2 separate regions of the Mus musculus genome follow, and region 2 is linked to region 1. A link is a contact called in public HiCAR-type data. All regions are on one chromosome and are shown on one strand. The core of a region is the stretch at or near the end of the contact, and the rest is flanking DNA. Distances in the headings are between cores, read along the strand shown. Region 1 holds the start of Abat (4-aminobutyrate aminotransferase). Region 2 holds the start of Dexi (dexamethasone-induced transcript).

Region 1 (3,180 bases), core at 566-3,065:
AAACTGCACAGTTCCTGGAAAGCCCACAGAAAGCGATAAGGCCAGAGCCATCTTGGGGGTCTGAAAAACAGGCGTTCCCATCCTTTTGCTTTAACTTGCTTTTCTTTACAAAGTATTCATTGTCCATTTGCTCTCTTTGGGCAAGCAATAAATGGATTATCAGCAGGCTTAGGTTTTAAGAAGAAAGTGCTAGATTTACAACACAGCCTCCAGAAAATTCCTTGGGTCAGGTGATAGGGATAACTTGGATAGCAACTGGCAGGACCTTCTGGGTTCCCAAGGGACCGAGGATCTAGGCTCTCACCTGCTCCTTAGTCTAGTCATTGTCTCTTTGGGGTTCAGTTAGGGATCGCAGTGGATTGCTTACTTGGAGTTGTTTCATTTGTTTGCTTATTTCTGGCCTATCTTGATCCCTTTATTTCTAGGTTTACAATCCATAATAACTATATATGAGGCTGCTTGGATTCCTGGACTCAACAGGGACCTCCAGGCTCTGTAAAAGTTGGCCAGATCATGACACAGTTGCCTGGGAAAATCCTAGAGGTGGTTAAATGTTTGCAACTTTGATTTTATCAATGAGTGATAACACCTTGTGTCCAAATAACGTTGGAAAGTTATAAGACCATTAAATATAAGCAAGCAAGTGAGCAACACACACTGCATCCCATCAAACTAAAATAAATCCTCCCTCCCTTTAAAAATAAACAAATAAATAAAAATAAAAAATGAAAAAGGAGCCAGGCATGGTGGTGCCTTTAACCTCAGCACTCTGGAGGCAGAGGCAGCCAGATCTCTGTGACCTGGAGGCTGGGGTGGTCTATATTGCAGGTTTCAGGATAGACAGGGCTATGAAGAGAGACCCTGTCTAACAAATAAACAAATAAATAAGTGAAATAAGAAAGACAAAAGGAGAAAGGGGGAGGAGATGGCTGAGCAACTAGGGCCACACACTGCTCTTGCAGGGGCCCTGAGTTCTATTCCCAACACCGCATTCTGCCAGCTCACAACCACCTGTATCCACAGCTCCAGGCAGTCCCAGGATTCCAATAGCCTCCTCCAGCATCCATACACATATACATAGACAGATAGACACGTGATTGAAATAAATTTTATTTTTAATGAAAGAAAAGGTGTGGGACTTGGTCACTCACATATTCGTTTTAACTGGTTTCCAGTGCATCTTCAATTTTCTGAACACATCTCTATTACATCTAAGATCTTGTTTCTACTCATAAAAGAGATAGAACCAATTCTGCCTTCCTTTACCATTAAGGAAATGGAGGAAGGGTTGGGAAAGAGACCTGTCCTGAGTCCTGACCTGACTCTCAGTTTAGCACTCTTATTGACCTGCTGTGCACCACTGATGCACCAGAAGGTGGCATGGAGGGCCAGTGCCGACAGGTGCTTTAGTTCTGTTTCAGGGCCCCGGATTCTCAGGTTCCAGAGACCAGATCCGAAGCACAGAGGTCGGGGTTGGGGTTCAGCTCCATTCATCAGCAATTCCCAGGATCTTAAAACAGTGATGTGGGGTGGGAGTACATTGAAGATTCGCCTTAGCCTGCAAAGTCCCTCCCTCCTGTAAGGAGAGGACTCCTAGCCCCCATCAGATTTGCTAGGGATCCTTCGGCTGCCTCTCCCCAAGTCCCTTGCTCCGGCCCTCGCGGCCCTCCTCGGAGACCCCCGGGCGCATCCTATCCACGGAGGTCGGACTCTGCCCCCGCCCCGCCTTCCCCCTCCCCCCGGGGGCGGTGGCCCATGGCGGGTGCTCTCATTGGCTGAGGCGCAAGCAAGGGCTAGAGGCAGTGGTGCTGATTGGCCAGGGTGGCTCGGCGAAGCTTGGGAGCCTGGTGAGTCGCTGGGGGAAGCGGAGCAGACGCCAGGCGCAGCCAGGAGCATCGGAAGGTGATCGCGCAAGTCCGGCCCGCGGATCGCAGCCTGTAGATCGCAGCCCGGGCCTGGAGGTAAGTGCGACGCGTCTGTACGCGCGTGGCTCGCCCTTCTGAAGGAAGCCAGAGAAGGACATCTTCCTCTAGAATCCGGGCCCTCCATCCAACCAGTACGCGGGATCCTGCTCCGAAAGGAAAGGGTCTCCCACCTCCCAGGCCCCAGAAAGCAAAACAGCTTCGTGTAACCTTCAGAAATGGGGCCGTCCGTCCTGCCCACTGGCTGGAGGGGGAAATCCCTCCCTCGTTTAGTCCTTGGAATAGAGTCCCCCCCCCCCCCCCAAGTGGAGTCCTGCCTCCGCTAATATCTAGACCCTTTCTCATCTCCTCCCTTTCCTAAAAATCTAAGTTAGGTTCTCTTGCTTCTCTCTCTCTCTCTCTCTCTCTCTCTCTCTGTCTCCTTGGAATGTTGAGGACACAGCTCGACAGAAGGGTCCTATCCCTCCCCAACTGTGAAAGTCCTGGAGAGTAAGACCCTCCTTTCAACAAGGACATCCCAGGCCAAATCACCTGCATGCCCATTCCAGAAACTAGGTGCTGGATTCTGGGGACAAATGACTTCTCTTCTATTCCTATGAAGTCTCTTCCCACCTATAGGAGAAGCCATAACCCCCTAAACAAGGCTTTTAGGGGCCTCCACTTCCCAGGCCTAGAGCCTCCAAACTCTAAGAGCACAGATGGCCTTGGCACTGCAGGACCAGCAGGCACCCCCTTCCACCCCCACCTCCAACACAAATGTAAAAGTCTGTTATTCAGTGTTACCCTACAGACGCAGGTCTCTCTCCGCCTGGACAAAGGGCTATCAACATAGAGAAGAGCTGTTGGCCCACTTCCAAGGGTCCCCTGTTCGTTTCTTGGGGCTGCCCCCATCAAGTCCCGTGGATATTGCCTGATGGAATTCCCTGGGCATTAGGCCAAGAGAAGGCTGCTGCTGGGCTTGTCCACTGGTCTAGGGACACTGTTGGCTTAGCTGTGTGCCTCCCTCACACTAGCCTGAGAAGGTCTGGTGGGGGCAGGTCAGGAGACAGGAAAAAATTGAATCTTGGCCTGTTCTCTGGATCTGGGATGTGGGTTGGGGAGAGAGATGTTTCCTGGAGGCCAAAGGACAGCTCTGGGAGGGACAATTAACCCTGCCTGCAATCCTACGATGTAAAAGAGCATCTACATTAAGACTGACCGTTCATTTGGTACCTGAACCAACTGAGGCACTGGCTCAGAGAGAAAGGAATGGCTCAAG
Region 2 (3,014 bases), core at 501-3,000, 2.0 Mb after region 1:
ATGCTTCCTTGGGGTGACATCAGTATCTGTTATCTAAAAGGAGCCCCCACCCACCAGCTCCACGTGCCTCCTCATTGCCACTTGGGCTCTATGACCTGCCAAACCCCAGCATTCCCCAGCTATAGGGCTAGGCCCGCCCCGTGACACCTCAACGGACCCAACAGCTTGCCTGGCACAAACGTTCTCTCATACAGGCCAGCTGTTCCCTTTCCCTTGTTGGGAGACTTCAGCCAGTCTTGGATTCACTTTATCTTTTCTAACATATAACAAAACTTCTTGGCAGAAGCCCAAAGGCACGTCTTCAGTACGACCACCCCGTGGTTCCTTCTGCTGACCCTAGGGTGCTGAGAGGCCTTGCAAATACTGCAGACAAAGCCAGCACCAGCTCAGAACTGCCTACCTGTCCCAGAGCGGCAGCCTAAGAAACTGACAGCCTCTGCGGTTCTGAGCTGCAGTACCAACAACCCAGGATCTCTGAAACCTGACTCCAAATACAGCAGCAGAAACACTGCCAAAAGGAAGTGCGGCAGTGTTGTTTGCTGAAGGTTTCCATTCTCCCAGGCTTGGCCTGAAGCCCCTCAGTTTAACTGGTCCCTCAAGAGGCCGCAGAACAAAAGTGACCAGTGCCTCTTTTGACACCAGTCTATGCTTTCAGGACAAGTAAGCATCCCCCCAAACCCCAAGGTCACCAACAAGACAGGCTAAGACTTGGGGGAGGAGCTGACAGCTCCACCTCAAAAGGTTTTGGGTACAAAGCTTTTACCCAAGCCATGGGGTAAACTGCATGATTACTCCAAATGTTCATTTCTTTGGGGGAAATCTCTTCAAACACTACTATTCCTAGCATCTGAGTTAGATCCAGAGGAGGTGGCCAGAGAAATCAGAGGCTTAGAGGAAGGAGGTTAGTCTGCCCTGAGGACACTACCTTCTCTCTCCCCGAAATACACCCCCATCTCAAGGGCACTTACGGGCCTCTTCCTGGGGTCCCATCCCTGTCCAGATGGTGCCCCCAACCAGTGGCAGCGGCATGGTACGGGCGGCTGGTCCAGGCCAAGAGTTGCGGATGGTGGAAGGCAAGTGGGGAACAGTAATCACGACATTATTCCAAATATCCATCGAAGACGTCAAGCTCTGAGTCGGCATCGTAAAGGCCAGAGCCAGGGTCTGAAAGTACGCCGAGGTCCACCAGCGCCTGGTCCAAGTCCTCGGGCAGGAAGACGAGGCCCACATTGAGAACGATGTATTCCATAAGGAAGGCGTAGTAAAGGATCAGCACATTGACGAAGAACAGGCCCACGTAGAACATAGAGGGCAGCAGCGGTGGCTGCACGTAGGAGACCAGGGGGCCCAGAGCGTCCAGGTGGGCTGCGACCCGGGCGCCGGGCATGCAGGGGCCGGCGATGGGGGCGGCGGCCGGGCGATCCCAGCGACCTCAGCCGCTGCGGCGCCCGGGCGGCCGGCGAGGGGGCAGCTCAGCCATCCAGGGGGCGCCCCGGGGCTCGGTGGCGGCAGCGCTGGGCCCCGGGCGGCCTCCGAAGACGCTCCTTGACACCCCGAGATGCTCAGGGCCGGGTCACGGAGCCCCGGGATCGGGCCACACGGGCCGCTCGCCCCTCAGGGCCACCCCCCTAGAAGTGGCCAGCGACTCGCTTTGTACGCTGCGCTCGCGCGCCCCCGCCGCAGCTCAGAGTTGAGGCCGCTGCTGTCTCCCCGAGGCGTTCCTCAGGCACCTTCGGCGCCCCCGCAGGCTCACTGCCCATCGCTGCAGCCGCCAAGTCGCTCTGGGCTTCCCAGCACCGCCTACCCAGAGGCTCTTCATTCATTGGCCAGTCGCATGCTCGCCCGTATTTATTGGCTAGCTCAGTGCTCCACGTTTATTGGCTTGAGCTGTCCGGGGGCGGGTACTCATTTGCTCCGCCCCATGGGAGGTGCTCCAGTCTCTAAGTTGCTCTTCTGCAGTTGGCACTCCTTAGACTGCATCTCGAACTTAGGTATGGAGCGTCACCTTTTTGGAACTTAGTTTACCCCCTTTAAAATGATGCCGGGTGGAAAAGGAATGCCGGTAATTCCACTGAAAATCTTAGATATCCCCAAAGCGCTTTTGTTGTTTTCTTTTTCACGGTATAGTAAGAAAAAAAAATCAATTACTGAGTGCCTTTGACAGAGGCATTATAGGGTTCCATGACACCCGGATGGAAAGTACCACAAGCAGGTCAAATCTTCTGCCAATAAGGCTGCTTATTGTTTCTATTATTTTGCAGTCCATGTTTAAAACCAACCAACCAACCAACCAATAATGCTAAGTATATATCTGCTCAGATTCTTCGGTTTACAGACCACCTTTGTGCTTCGTCAGGAGGATGAGTTTGCGAGGGATCAAAACCAAGGTCTGTGTGTGCAAGATATAGACGAGATGTAGCTCTACATCTGTTTTTGAAAACAACAACAACAACAACAACAACAACAACAACAACAAAACCCAAACCCTGAAAACCCAGGGTCTCACCATGAAGCCTCTGGGTGCCCTGAAATTGGCTATAGACCAGGCTGTCCCAGAACATGTAGAGTTCCACTGCCTCTGTCTCCTGAGTTCTGGGATTAAGGTCTATCCTCAATTCTTACAAAGGCCTTTAATCTAAGTCACACTTAGGTTTATAGGAGCTGGACAAGGCAATGTAGTATATTCCCTTTTCACAGATGAGGAAAACAAATTCCAGAGAAATGGATTCTCGAAGCTGCTGAGTCTCTGTCATTTCCTTTGGAGGTCAGACATGTTCTTGTTCTTTCATGACTTTTACATGGGAAACCATTAGCCTGATGCCAGTCTACATCTCTCTAATTCTTGGAAGCAATGCAAACCATTCACTCTATCAATATTCATCTAAAAACGTGCTATGTGCAAATCTTGTCCTGGGCCCTGGAGAGAACATTGGTCCCTGACTCAACTCTTTTCCTAGGACAGTCAATGGGCTGTCACAGGGGTTAAATAGCTATGAGATGTAGAAATGAATAAA

Evidence for each region. HiCAR-type assays count read pairs that join an accessible place to other places.
Region 2: a HiCAR-type map of astrocytes shows a contact between it and region 1, with 3 times the contacts expected there. The contact joins the promoter of Dexi here to the promoter of Abat in region 1. A contact is called at or near these places in 2 of 39 promoter capture datasets (both in liver) and 1 of 115 datasets of contacts at active chromatin or transcription factors (astrocytes).

What each region holds. Positions count from the first base shown.
Region 1 is chr16:8,511,614-8,514,793 of GRCm38.p6, forward strand. Abat (4-aminobutyrate aminotransferase) reads left to right here and starts at 1,816. Exons shown (of 16, transcript NM_172961.3): 1 at 1,816-1,961.
Region 2 is chr16:10,541,304-10,544,317 of GRCm38.p6, forward strand. Dexi (dexamethasone-induced transcript) reads right to left here and starts at 1,751. Exons shown (of 2, transcript NM_021428.4): 1 at 969-1,751. The coding sequence starts at 1,387. The coding sequence ends at 1,100.